5 separate regions of the Mus musculus genome follow, and all the other regions are linked to region 1. A link is a contact called in public HiChIP or PLAC-seq data. All regions are on one chromosome and are shown on one strand. The core of a region is the stretch at or near the end of the contact, and the rest is flanking DNA. Distances in the headings are between cores, read along the strand shown.

What was found. HiChIP or PLAC-seq counts read pairs in DNA pulled down with a chosen protein or histone mark.
Region 2: a contact with region 1 is called in a FOXA1 HiChIP or PLAC-seq map of pancreatic cancer cells. The contact joins two enhancer-like sites. A contact is called at or near these places in 1 of 15 datasets of contacts at CTCF or cohesin (CD8 T cells), 3 of 484 Hi-C or Micro-C datasets (B cells, muscle stem cells and myocytes) and 3 of 115 datasets of contacts at active chromatin or transcription factors (CD8 T cells, fibro-adipogenic progenitors and pancreatic cancer cells).
Region 3: a contact with region 1 is called in an HNF4G HiChIP or PLAC-seq map of pancreatic cancer cells. The contact joins two enhancer-like sites. A contact is called at or near these places in 2 of 484 Hi-C or Micro-C datasets (both in liver) and 1 of 115 datasets of contacts at active chromatin or transcription factors (pancreatic cancer cells).
Region 4: a FOXA1 HiChIP or PLAC-seq map of pancreatic cancer cells shows a contact between it and region 1. The contact joins two enhancer-like sites. A contact is called at or near these places in 2 of 484 Hi-C or Micro-C datasets (both in liver) and 2 of 115 datasets of contacts at active chromatin or transcription factors (astrocytes and pancreatic cancer cells).
Region 5: a FOXA1 HiChIP or PLAC-seq map of pancreatic cancer cells shows a contact between it and region 1. The contact joins two enhancer-like sites. A contact is called at or near these places in 4 of 484 Hi-C or Micro-C datasets (adipose-derived mesenchymal stem cells, cerebellar granule neurons and embryonic stem cells) and 2 of 115 datasets of contacts at active chromatin or transcription factors (fibro-adipogenic progenitors and pancreatic cancer cells).

What each region holds. Positions count from the first base shown.
Region 1 is chr16:24,489,506-24,492,205 of GRCm38.p6, reverse strand. The region is part of intron 3 of Lpp (LIM domain containing preferred translocation partner in lipoma); the gene reads right to left. Among named protein-coding and RNA genes, the nearest start is that of Gm24440, 84 kb to the right of the region's middle. Within about 2 kb of position 1,260, at least 127 of the 459 cell types and tissues checked have an H3K27ac peak or open chromatin away from gene starts, as enhancers often do. A contact at or near this core is called in muscle stem cells, myocytes and pancreatic cancer cells, where this site is marked.
Region 2 is chr16:24,173,390-24,176,089 of GRCm38.p6, reverse strand. No RefSeq gene overlaps it. Among named protein-coding and RNA genes, the nearest start is that of Gm32126, 15 kb to the right of the region's middle. Within about 2 kb of position 1,304, at least 32 of the 459 cell types and tissues checked have an H3K27ac peak or open chromatin away from gene starts, as enhancers often do. A contact at or near this core is called in muscle stem cells, myocytes and pancreatic cancer cells, where this site is marked.
Region 3 is chr16:24,036,241-24,038,940 of GRCm38.p6, reverse strand. No RefSeq gene overlaps it. Among named protein-coding and RNA genes, the nearest start is that of Gm46545, 45 kb to the left of the region's middle. Within about 2 kb of position 1,275, at least 12 of the 459 cell types and tissues checked have an H3K27ac peak or open chromatin away from gene starts, as enhancers often do. A contact at or near this core is called in pancreatic cancer cells, where this site is marked.
Region 4 is chr16:24,093,675-24,096,374 of GRCm38.p6, reverse strand. No RefSeq gene overlaps it. Among named protein-coding and RNA genes, the nearest start is that of Gm31583, 5.0 kb to the right of the region's middle. Within about 2 kb of position 1,439, at least 33 of the 459 cell types and tissues checked have an H3K27ac peak or open chromatin away from gene starts, as enhancers often do. A contact at or near this core is called in pancreatic cancer cells, where this site is marked.
Region 5 is chr16:24,800,084-24,802,783 of GRCm38.p6, reverse strand. All of the region lies in intron 8 of Lpp (LIM domain containing preferred translocation partner in lipoma), which reads right to left. Among named protein-coding and RNA genes, the nearest start is that of Mir28a, 26 kb to the left of the region's middle. Within about 2 kb of position 1,278, at least 3 of the 459 cell types and tissues checked have an H3K27ac peak or open chromatin away from gene starts, as enhancers often do. A contact at or near this core is called in pancreatic cancer cells, where this site is marked.

The DNA.
Region 1 (2,700 bases), core at 11-2,510:
GCAGGGCACAGTCACCAAGTCTCCACATGAAGCATTTAACACAGTGGCTTCTATAGTGGGTCCCATGGAGACAAACCAATGTGGACGGCCGACTTAGCCCAGGGTAGAAGCCAAGGAGATTTTTGTTAAGAGTTTTTAAAAATGGATCCCAGTGAGAGAAACAGAAAACACTGAGGCTAAAGGATTTATCAGCCCTATCACAACCAGTTGAAACCTTCAGAATAAGCAGCGTTGTTCAGGAAAAGGCCTTCTGTCTCTAGGCAGGACCCTAAAGGAAAGAGCCAAGCTGTATGAGGAGACATGTCTGACTCCTCAGATGCTTTGTGGAATACCAAGGGGAAATCTCTCATAGGTAGCCACAGTGTGCATGGGTTCTTCATTCCTCCTTCTATGTGCCAAAGTGGACATTATCAGCTCTAAGCAAGTGTGGCCGAAGGTCAGTCAGGACCCTTTAACCTGCCCAGTGACAGCAACAAAAAGTGCTACATAAGTGAGTCAGAAAATACTTGGGGAAGCACTACTCAGCTGGATGCATGAAGAGCCACCTACACTGCGACCACTGGAGCTGTCCTGACTTTCAGGACATGCAGAAGCCTGGGTTTTAAAAAGATGAGGGAGCCAGATAAATAAATAAACAGAAATCTCCCAGTGACTCATGGAAGCTATTAGTGAGAAAGTTATGCTCACAATAAAAACTTGATATTCTCCCTTCTCTCGCCTTCCGCCTCCCAGCCCAGAAGACACAAGCCCAAGAGGAAAAGAGGGTTCCAGGGACAGGTGCATGCTGACAGCCCCGTGAGAGCAGGGTGTTCTGTCTGTCACTGGGGAGGACGTTGACGGGGGAGTCATTGTTCCAGTTCTTTTGAGACTTTAATAAACAAGAGAGAGAAATAGCTCTCTTGTCCCAGCCCTGGTTTTATATCTGGTCCCATTTGGTTACGCATTTGGTAGTGAGCAGTTTGCTACACATCCAAGGGTTGCAAGCACCGCGGTCGCAGGCACCGCACAGCCTTTCCATCTACAAAACGTATCATCTGTCTGTGAGGCAGGAGGCCCAGCTGGAAAAAGCCAGTTCTGTGCGTTCAGCTAGAAAGCACCTTCTTGTGCTCGCTGTCAAAATAATTTTGTATTAAACTTCTGGGATATGTGACTAATGTGCTTGGAACCCTTTCGAGCGACTGGCTTATTTATTTAAGGGAGTGGAGGGCTGTGGCTGCAGCTGCTGGGGGTGGCTGGTGACAGAGAGAGAGAGGAGGGGGAAGAGGGCGGGAGAGGAGGACAACCACAAGGGCTTGCACTGGGTCAGATCCTAGGGCTCAGTGCAGCGCCAGGGGCCTTGCTGCCACACTTCATTATAGGAGCATGAGAAGGAGCTGAGCCAGGCAGAACAAGGAAAGGAAAGGCCTGTAAAGTCAGGCAGGCACACTGCCCAGAGGTACAGCTGCGTAACCGTTCCTAAAAAGACTGAAATACACAAAAAAAAAAAGGAAAACAGCATACACACACACACAGAGTAATCTTGCAACAGCCCTTCCCCAAATCCACTGTAACAGCTCTGCACAACTTCTAGAAGAAAGTCCCCAGCATTGTAGGAAGGCCCTGGAAAATTTGTTGATTGGAGGCAAATGCCTCACCCCCATGCCCATGCATTCCAGCCTGCCAGTCCCACGTCCCTCTACAAACCTTCATTCCCCTTCTATACTCTTTGGCTTAATTAGAAACTTCTCTTTCCTTTACCAAACTAACAGGCCACTCTCACTCACACAGAGCGCCCAGGTCTGTCACAGCACTGAAGACTCTGCAGCCAGCCTCCAGGGATGCTCAGCTGTAGAGTGATCACAGCTTCCCCCACCACTGAAAACCTTCCCCAAAAGCCAGTATCCAGAGGGCACACACAGCATGAGGTCCTTACAATGGGCATCCCCAAAAGTTCCCTCAAGGCCTGCATCCACATGCAAACATGTGCCCACAGGTGAGTTTCCTTCTTATATGCTCTTGGGCAAACCTTCAACAGTCAATGTTAAGAAACACAAAGAGCTAAAAAACAGTGCACACTGAAAGGCTATGAAACTAACTCCTGCCAAGCCTCTAACGTCAGCTCTTCAAAACAGTCCTGCTCTCTTCCCTGGAACCGGTTGTACCAGGCAGTGCTCCTCTTCTGGCTGCAACTGGACATGGCAAAGGACTGGCGCATTAACGGGGAGAGAGGATTGCAGCCAATAGGAAACAGATGAGCCAAACGCATACGTGCATCTAACACAACCTTTTTTAACCCAACGATAATTGCAGATTTACATCACCTGCTTATCCTGTGTATATCTGTCTGTCTGTCTATCTGTCTGTCTGTCTGTCTGTGTCTGAATCTCAGCAGCCACTAACTGGAATGAAGCTCAAGGGAAGGAAGAAGGCATGCAAGCCTGGGAAAGTGATCAGGACACAGAAACAACAAGGGAGCTGCCGCCTCAGCTCTGCCTTGCCAACCTCCTTCATTGAGGCATCTATGCAGAATTGTTGGCAAAGGAAGTTTCCAGAAAACCATTTTCACTTTCTCTCCACAAACTCCACCTCCCTACTCCACCTCAGACCCACTTCAGGTCACATTTTATGCCACTTAAGGGAAAAGGTTTCTTGAGGGAACAGCTTTATGGTCCAGAGGATATCCTAGTCTTGTTCCATTTCTCAGATGCCACAGCTCCCCTC
Region 2 (2,700 bases), core at 55-2,554, 320 kb after region 1:
CTCAGTTTGCTCCATTATAAATAGCTATGATTTACATTGCCTTGCTAGCCTGGGGAGACTAAGCATCCCTAGCCTAGGGGATGCTCCTGGCCCAGCCTTCCAGTAGTCACCTTATAGGGAGCATTCTTGGCTTCTGTTGTACAGAGGGGGAAACTGAGGTTTTGGGAAGCTACGGCACTTAAGTCTGGGATGGAGTAGGACCAGAGGGCTGTGGAAGTATTGAGAGGCCCACTAAAGCTGGTCTGGCCCTGGCTTGAGCTCCAGTCTCGTTTCCCTTGTGTCTTGCCCTCTGCCCATATCATTGGCCTGGCTTACTGTTCTAGATGCTCTTGCTGCGTGCACATAATCTCTTTTTCTCTTCGCTAAGTTCTAAACTCTAGACAGGAGCCTTTAATTCCGTCTTGCGACCCAAGTTGCCCTCCCTCGATTGGAGTTGATAATATGCTCCATTGCTACTTGCTTACCTTCAAAGCTTTGAAGGCAAGGGAGTGGCCCAGCCTCTTGGAACCCCACAGAGTGTTGTCCTTGAGAAATGCTTGTGGAATGGTGAGTTAACCAGCAGACTAAAACATTCAAGCTCGTGGCTGAGGCAGAGTTTGCTCCTAGACTCCTGGGAGGGAGAAAGGCATCTGTTGTTCAACAGTCGTGGTCTTGAGGAGGAACGGGAACAGCACCAGCTGTTTATGGGAACTTCTGTGATTAGAGCAGTCTGAGGAGGCAAGAGTTCAAGACACCTGTGTTGTCCAGGTTAACACTTTAGGTTTTCCTCTCCCCTCCTCCCTTTTCCTGTGAATAGAAGTATCCTAACTTATCATTTAGTTGTGAAGAGGACGACATAAGTAGGTTTCTGTAAGGTGTGTCTAGGAGGATTGACACCTACAAAGCCTTTGATAAAGGATAGTCACTAGCTAGTACACAGGACCATTTCTTCTCCTTGGAGCCAACTAGCACCTAAGGACAAAAAAAAAAAAAAAAAAAAAAAAAGGAGTATGGTAGGAAGCCCCCGATTTGGACCCTGAACTGTCTTCTCAGTGCATGAGTGCTGTACATTTTAGGGAGGGTTATCCAGGATTCCAAATGATGGTTTTTAAAAATGGTGTCTGATCTAGCCCGAGGCTAAGTCATTCGTCCCTTCCAATTATGTAAGTATTCAGCAGCAATTCAGGAGTCAAGTGAGTCTAGTCCTTGGGCCACAGACTCTGTTCTTGTGACCTTCCTTTTAGAAAGCCACAGGTGTAGGGGTGGTGAAAAACAGAGGCTGGGAGGCTGGGATCCTCCCAACTTGGATTTATCCTCTGACTCACTCTGTGATCATGGGCCATTTGCTCCCTGTGGGAACCAGTCACATGAGCAGAACAGGCTAGTGCTCAGGCTGTTGTGGAACCAAGGGTGCACCACAGTCTGCACTCTCCAGATAGTAGGTTCTCTCTCTTTCTCTTTTCCCCTCTCCGTCCCTCCCTTCTTCCCTCTTTCCTCTCCTCCCTCCCCCTCTTCCCTCCCTCTGCCTCTCTCCCTCTGCCTCTCCCTCTCCCTCTCCATCTCTCTCATCTCCATACCTGCCTGTTCTGGAGAGAGGGGTAGGAGGAAGCAGCTGAGACAGAACATGGTAATTTCTGTCTTTCCTAGCTTGAAAACAGCCCAGGAAAATACATAAGGCATATGTCATAATTGTCATCTTACAAAGGTAAAAACTGATGCTCAGAGAGACCGAGAGGCCCAAGGTCCCCTTGCTCAGTGAAGACCGCACTTTTACTTTCTCTATTCTGAATTTCTTAGCCAGTGATTCTTAGGACTAGTGGTGGCTGTGGCTGAGTGGGTTCCTTCACCAAAACGAGGTCCTTTACTCCTCCTGATCTGGTTCCCTTGTCCCTCTTGTCCCCATTCGAATCCTCTAAGAGTAGATGTGATGGGCTACAACTGGGACTAGTCCACTGAACAGACCTGGAAAGAGGGTGATTTCCCCATTGCCATCCTGTGCTCAAACTGTCTTCAGGTCCTCATGTAGCATCTTATGAGCAAGCCTTCATGTAAGAACCTGGGGGACTTCAAGCTACTGTTCTCCTGGGACTCTAATGCAGAGTACTGGCAAGGTAGACAGTGGCAGGAGCAACTGAGGCCAAGTGTGACAATGAGACTCCTGAGCTGCATGGTTGACCTGCTTGGAGGGGTTGAAGACAAGTAATTGGGCAGAAAGTCATGCACCTGGAAGATCAAAAGATAAGCTTTCTAAGAGGCGGGCAGGTGGGCAGGGAACAGTGTGAGTCAAGAAGTTGGAAGAATCCAGGCAACTCTGTTGAAACCTTTCTCGTTTCTTCTGTCTCTGCCTATAGTGTTCGCTGCCCCCGCCCTCTCAAGTCTCCAAAGGCTCCCAACTGGTCTCCCCACTCGGCTCCATACACCCCTACCTGGATCTCCACCTTCCTGTTCAGTCCTCTCCCTCTTGCTCCGGTTTGAGCACGCAGTGCTGCACGCCAGCCAGGTGAAGCTACTCAGTCTTCCTGCTCCTGTACTTTTCCACTGTTCACTTTCTCTTGTGTTCTGTGCCTGTGCACCATTCCTAGTTCTGCAAGTGCAAGCCCAGCTTCAGACTTTCAGTCTACTCCAAATGGACCTCCCTTAATCCTACCTCGGTATATATGGGGATGTCTGGTCTGATCTCCTATTTTTTTTGGGGGGGGTGGGTATTTGCAGCCATTTGAG
Region 3 (2,700 bases), core at 26-2,525, 450 kb after region 1:
GATGTGACTCAGCATCTTCTTGAACCACTGGTCTGTGTCCTCTTTATTGATACCAAAACAGTGTTTCCCCTCAGTTCATCAGTAACTCCATAACAGGGGTACCCCCTGGCATTCTGAAACCTAAGTTCAATGGGGAAGCTCAACCCTTGATGGACATATAACATCTTGAGAATATATCCAGTGTCACTTCAAAGTATACACTGGTGTGTCTCCTGAGATCTGCTGCATTAATATGATTCTGTTACTGTAATGAAATGCCCAAGCCTGGAGAAATTATACAATAAGTGTGTTTATTTAACGTATCGTTCTAGTAGTTCGATGGCACAGCATTGGTGTTCAGTTGCTTTGGCCAATGCCTTACCACAGATGGCAGCAGAATGGCAGGAGTTCATGTGAAAGGGAGAGATAGTTTGGTTAGAGAGAAACTCAGTGACTTAGAGAACAGGATCAAGACTTTTATTTTTTTAGGATTTATTTTATTTTTATTTATGTGCATATATGTGTGCATATGTGTGTGCGCATGTATGTGCTTGTGAATATGGGTTCCTGTAAGGGCCAGAAGAAGGAATTTCCTAAGAACTGGAAATCCATAGGGTTGTGAGCTGCCTGATGTGGATGCTGTCAACTTAAATTTGGACCATCAGAAAGAGCAGCAAGTACTCTGAAACACTCAGTGATCTTGGCAGCCCTTAGGATCAAGATTTTATACTAACTCGTTTTCATGAGAACTAACTCAGGATCCTGTATGAATGGGGTACTGATTGGTTTGTGTGTCAACTTGACACAAATTGGAGTTATCACAGAGAAATGAGCCTCTCTCGAGAAAGTGCCTCTATGAAATCCAGCTGTAAGACATTTCCTCAATTAGTGATCAAGGTGGAAGGGCTCATTTTGAGTGGTGCCATCCCTGGGCTGATAGTTTGGGGTTCTATAAGAAAGCAAGCTGAGCAAGCCAGGGGAAGCAAGCCAGTGAGCAGCATTCCTTCATAGCTACTGCATCCACTCCTGCCTCCAAGCTCTTACCCTGTGTGAGTTCCTGTTCTGACTTCCTTTGGTGATGAACAGTAATGTGGAATTGTAAGCTGAATAAATTCTTTTTTCCCCAACTTGCTTCTTGGTCATGATGTTTTGTGTAGGAATAGAAACCTTGACTAAGACAAATGGCCTTAATTCTTTCCAAAAGCAGCACCTCAAAATCCCTAGACAGAGGTCCAACCTCCACCTTGAGTCACCGAGGGCCAAACCCAAAACCTTTGAACTCTTGGGTGGTGAATCATATCTGAATCATAGTAACTATCAACATTCTTTAGGATGGGTGGCTGAGCCTTCATCCAGGTGGGTGTCTCACTAGTCCAAATCAATACTATTTACAATAGTGGGGGCACTTGGGGGTGGAGTCTGGTATCAATCTTGTGATACAGCAAATTGTCTTGTGTGATGGTTTGAGTGAAAATGGCATCAAATAGGCTAATATGTTTAAATACTTGATGTCCAATTAGTGGAAGTATTTGGGAAGGATGGGAGAGGGACTTATCCTTTTTGAAGAAGGTGTGGCTCCTGGAGTCACACAATTCCCAGTGTGGTCTCTCTCACTCTGCCTCTTGCTTCTAGACTAAGTTATTCACTCTCAGCTGCTGCTCCAGGTTTTCCCGCCTCCACACTTTTGCTCAACCATCATGGACTCCAAACCTCTGAAACTATGAGCCCAATTAAATACTTTCTTAAAAAATAAGTTGCCTTGGTCATGGTGTTTTATCACAGCAATTGAATAGCAACTAATGTGTCTTGGCCTCTGTTAAGAAGAAGTGATGGGGCATGATAAAAACACAGAAGGGAATGGAGCAAAGATTCTTAATTTTTTGGCAGAAGACACCTTCCCGTTTCAACACAAACATTCAATGTGTGCAGAATTTCTTTCCCCTAACTCTCAGGAAAGAAAGATGAACCTTTAGCAATAAAGTAACATGACCAAGGCCAGGAAGGGCAAATGGACCATGATCATCATTGCAAATCTATACATAAGACAGAGTTTTCCCGAGAGAACTGCAACCTCTCCTAGTCTCTTCCTATTTTAAGTGCTCTTTACTCTCGGTTCCATTTATGTCGATAGAGCTAAGAAGGATACATATCTTTTAACCACTGAATTTAGTGTACCTGTCTTTGAACCCTGGTAATTTATTCTTTACACACATGATGCTAATTATTTCAAAGGGTCAGGGTTCCTACTCTAAGAGAGAGGTACAAGATGTCGACTTGCAGTGAGCATAATGTCCAATTATCAATGCATTTCCCACCAGAATGGACTTAGTACCTTCTAGAAGGGATTTGCCTTCACATTTGGTAGCCACTCCCTAGACACGGCCTCTTTAAAACTTGCTTTCTAGTAACTTGTGGGTGTGCCCGTACTGTTCTCTGTATCAGGGCCCTTAGGAGTCATTGCTATGCTTCAGGAACCTACCTTCTAACTTCCAGGTCAAATTCTTTCCCCTTAGAGCCTTCTTTAATCACTTTGTATGAAGGCTAAAATTTACTTCCTATGAAAGTCCTGTGAGCACTTTGCTGATGTCCCCCTGGAAGACTTAGAACACTGTATTCTAATAAGTAGTTAGAATGTCAATAAATACCGACTTCTGATCTCTTTGCTTTATCTGGATTATCTTGGCCTCAATGACACTGAATGTTTCCCCAGGGAATAGGAAA
Region 4 (2,700 bases), core at 190-2,689, 400 kb after region 1:
AATGTGAAGAGTCAGAGAAAGCTTATTGGAAGAAATCATATCTGAGCTGAATGAGCAGGATCTGAGGCAGACTCTATTTTAGGGCAGTTGTGGGATTGGGGCAGAGCAGTCAAAGCCTTTCACCCAGTTTCTGTGGGAGAGTACTTGGGGCTTGCCTAAGTCTTTGAAGTTACAGATTCTCTTCTCTAGACGGAGAAATGGAGACAGGCAGAGTCATGGCACCAGGTCACAAGGAGGGGGTTCCACACATAAGTGTGACCTTAGGGACAAAATTGGCACAACCAAAGGCTGGCTAGTTTTTATTGTCCCCATAATTTTAAAATAACACTGTATATTTTGAAAGACTTAAGATTCACCGTGAAGCTCGGTGCTTTCCAGTGCACAGATCAAGCCACAGCGTTATTATCCTGGGGCATGGAGAGAAGACTACTTATCACTGGAGACAGAGGGCTCTGAACTCTAGCTGCTCCAGGTACAGAAAGTGGAATGGATAGACTCCTAGTCTCTTAGAAGTCATATCGTAAACATTGCCTGGGACTGTCTATAGACAGAGAAGAATGACTAATAAGGTCAACTTTCTGATCTAGTCATCATGGTAATAGACTGAGCCCTGCCCTGAGACTGACAGGAGGTCAAAATTAAAGTCTTAGCTTGTCCTACCAGGCTGTCAGTCATGGAGGGGAGGTTTCTCCAGTCTCACACAGGAAATAACATAATACATCCCTGAAATTTTGATCAAGACATAACAGTGAACGGCAGCCTTCAGTGCACTGTTTAATCAAATTCTCACCAGAAGCTACCTCACCATTAGAATAAATATAGATGGGAAAGTAGTGCTTCTTGGTTTCAAAGTAACCTTGAAAACTTTGAGTCTACTTAGTATCCTAGTGGAGGAATCTTGCCAAGGTCCCCTCCCTGACCCCTATAAGCTACTAACTCCTGGTAGGAGCTCAAGCTTCAAGATCACCTAGAGCTAAGAAGGTTCCCTGTGGGACAAGTTACAGGACCACATAGTTAAAGGGATTTTCCAATTGTCCGTCAGTCACACTTCTAAACCAGGGATCACAGAGTGCTCACATCCCAAGCAGGCAGAAGGGTAGCAAATAGGTTTCTTACAGTGCCCGTTTAACACATAGAGCAGTTTGTCCAAGTCTTCAGTTATTGAGTCAAGCCCTCTCTTGCTTCAGAAATTGCTTCCACCTGAGAGAAGAAACCAGGTATCTGAGGGTTTCGATAGTGCAGAGATGTGGGGTTATAAAAACAATTCAGAAAAAGATTGTACGTATTTGCAAAATAGATTTGCATGAAACCATTTTCAAGTTTGCACAATTGGCTGCAATACTTCTGTGGGAAAATTCCTAAAAGCCTTCGGGGCAGCTCGCTCTGCTCCTCACTGAAGTGGTTCTAGTGGCCCATGCTTATCTTCGAACTTAAGGAAATAAAGCAACATCATGAGCTAAGGCCCACATCAAAGAGCCATGTGTCAGCACTTCGGTGCCATGTGCTACCACAGTGCCATTTTCTAAGAGCTCTGGCTGGCCCCTCTGTTCTTGGAGGTAGGTGTGAAGTGGTCAGTCACTCCAGGGCAGAAGTTGGGATTCCTTGGTTCTCTCTCCAGATTGTGGTGAAGTCCTGAATACACTTTTTTCTTCCCACCTCAATTTCTCGGGAGAGGTCCTTTGCCATGTATGGAGCTTGTGGTCAAATGGAAATACTTGAAAGACGGCCAAGTGGAAAGAGGATTTTGGCCTACTTTGCATGGTCTCCGAGGACAGAACTGAGACCAATAAGATGGTCAGCGGTACCAAAGAGGACTCGGACTGTGGATAAGGTTGAACTGTGGAGAAAAGATGTCTTCTTAATTACTTAATGGTACTTCCCATGGGACAAGCCACCTAATTTAATTCTCTCAATAGTCCATAAAGTAAATATTATTAATTTTTTTTGTACCAGGAAACAGACCTGGAGAGGGCAAATAACTGGATTTGGGTTGCATCACTTCTGAGTGAGCCAAAACCAAGACTTCAGTCAAGCCAGTACTTAATCCCAATCATTTGTGTGCAACTGTCTCATAAAGTAAATAGTGAGCAACACTCCCTTGATTAAAGAAGAGGGAAAAAATACCCCAAAATCCACATTCTTTTTTAAGCAGTAAGTTACCAATGTGCTTTCTGAGTGATTAATGTGAGCTAGGTATGTGAGCCGAGAGGCTGAGGACTGGGTAGAGGACCAGCCTTCTTTGCAGTACAACAGACAGCAGAGACTTGTGGGGACAGTAATTCTCCAGGGAATTACCTACTGCACAGTAACCAGGTCCCAAATAGCTGATCAGCTAGCCAGCAAGAACACTGAGGCGTGTGCAATTAAGGATGCTATTAGCATGCTTTTGAAACATTTCTGATAAATAGAACTCACCCAGACAGAAATGGTTGTCTTCAGAGGCAGTAAGACTCTTGAGCGCTCATGACCTTGTGGAAGAATGGATGTTTTGATTTCAAACCACAGTGACAGGAGGCTCAGGGTGGCTGGGCAAACAAGGGCGGGCTTGGCCCAGAAGCACATGTCCGGGCTCCCAGGCTTTTGGGGGTTCTTCTCACTGGGCTTCCCAGCCTGCCCCTCCCCATGCTGGTGAGGGGCCTATTTTGCTCAGAACTGTGGCTCCATGAGGGATGGCTGAACTCATCTTTCATAGTCGCCCGT
Region 5 (2,700 bases), core at 29-2,528, 310 kb before region 1:
AAAGATGGCCTAGTCGGCCATCACTGGAAAGAGAGGCCCATTGGACTTGCAAACTTTATATGCCCCAGTACAGGGGAATACCAGGGCCAAAAAGGGGGAGTGGGTGGGCAGGGGAGTGGGGGTGGGTGGATATGGGGGACTTTTGGTATAGCATTGGAAATGTAAATGAGTTAAATACCTAATAAAAAATGGAAAAAAAAAAAAAGATGCAGTGGCCCACCCGCTTCAGAAGACTGCCAGCTTCCTGAAATGCTCTCATAGGATACAACAACTGCATTCTTGGTGAATGACTGGAAACTGTGGTAAACACTCTCAAACACACACACACACACACACACACACACACACACACACACACACACACACACACAGAGATACTTATTCACACATGAGAACTCTACTTTATATCAGAAAGGACATTCTATGATGCTTATTTTTGGGGCCTAAAATAAGTGAATGAAAAACTTAACAGAAATGCTGAAGTATATTATTGTGCTTTGATTTTTAACCACTTAACAATTCCTACAGTCATTGTACATATGTATAAAAGGGCACTAAGTACTTAAAAGGAGCTTGTGAGCAAGAGAATTAAACAATAGACAAATATTTGCCCTATACACTTGACTGCATGTACACATTAGAAAATGATGCTGATTTGGAAAAGAGTGAAAGCTTCCTTAAAGAACTGTGACAAGCATCTCAGGTTCTCTTTTCATATGCAAATGCAGAACCAATAAATACATTGTTGGGGGAAATCATCTGAATAAGAATGATAATCCGGTCCAGAGGACTGTGAGCCACACTCATGAGCAGGTGAGGATGTCACAAAAGCAAAATGAAGCCAGCTGCATAGAGATGAGGTATATCTCTTCACTTCATTAGTTTTAAAAGACATAATCAATACAATCAATAATATGCTTATGCCTATGATAAGGAACAGAGAAATTAAAAGGGAATCAATGAAGACTAAGGGGGAAAAGAACATTAAAGTTAAAAAGATTCTATCAGCTTTCCAGCACTGGAATTGTGCGCAGGAGAAGGTGTTTGTATGGCACAAGATCCAAACCACAAGCAAAACACATTGCATAAAATCAAAGTAAAATAATCTTGTCAGACATTGATCTGTGTAATGAGTTTCTGTGAGAAGTGTTGCCAGACTGTAAAAGTGAACAGGGATTTGAAGTAATCTCGAAGAACTGATCAGCGAGAACCGGTGTGTCTCTTCTACTGGGGCCCCAAGCCACTAGTTTGCCAGCTTGCCTGATAAGACTTTTACTATACAAATATACTTTGGAACACACCCAAAGAAACATTCCTGAAATAAATGAATGGCAGAGAACTATACTAAAGTCACCCTGGTTCCTTTTCTTGTAAATGTGTGAGCTATACATCTACACAGATAGCTGTGTGTAACACTAGGATCCTATCTTAAAGATGCAAGACTTCAAATCAGACAGCATGTGAAGGTTGCTTTGCTAGAAAGCAGTGCAGGCTTTATGGCTACTGGCTGTGACTACGTTCTCCATCTATGATAACATATTCCAGGCAATATACTTCATGATCATAAAGACCTCGTGAAAGAGGCATTCGACATATATAACCAGTACAATGCTATAGAAAGAACTTTGAGTGATATAGAATACATTATTTTATACCATAAGCAGCTTAATAGGCGATAACTGCTATTGTTAGACATTAAGCATCTAGTTTATATTTGGACATGCAAAGCAGAAATGCACAGTAGACTGCCAGCTCTGTGGTTACTAAGAACACCTGTATTTCCTGAAAGAACACAAATCTCCAAATTGTTCCATCATTATTTCACTAAATCCTCTTGCAACTTTCAAACCTAAGTGCTATGTGAAAATAGGGCCCCAGGGGATTACCAAGTGACTCTTTTGTCTTCAGCGTTACACAGGTGACCTCAAATACTAGTTCATCAGTCCAGCAATAGAGCAAGCAGAAAGGATCACAATGTCACCATCTTCCAGCATCGTGAGAATGGAACATGATCGCTGGCTAATATAGCATTTCCTAAGTTGAGAGGATACAGGGGTTGGCATAAGAAATACTCTTTATAGGTTCATGTGTTTGAAATATGTGGGACCAGATGGTGGCACTGCATTCAGAGATTATTCAACAGTGGCACTGCATTGGGAGATTATCGAACTCTAGGAGAAGGAACCTAGCTGAAGAAAGGTCCTCATTGGGGGTGCATTTTGCAGGTTTTGTCTTTTCTATCTGTGTCCTTTGTGCTGATGAAATGTGACCAACTAGCTTCTTGTTATTGCCACTGTGCCACATCATTTGTGAATGAGTGATATTAATACTCTGAAATTCTTTCTTCATTACTAAGTTGCTTTTGGTCATGATATTTTATGACAGTAATAGAAAAGTAACTGAGGAGATGGGGAATAGGGGGTGAATTGGGATCAGATGTGGGGAGGGGCAGGAGGGATGGCCAGATGGTCATGTGAATGAATGGAAATCTGCAGCTGACAGGGGTGGGGAGGTAGGAGATATTGCTAGGAAAAGGACAGAGACTTGGGATGAGAAAGGCACCCAAGAATCAACAGGTGTGACCTTAGCTGTGGCTCACAGCACTGGGGTTATGGAACCTGAAGAGGCCACCTCCAATAGCCAGGCAGGAACTCCAATGGAGCAATAGGGATACAAACCCACCCACAAAACTTTCAACCC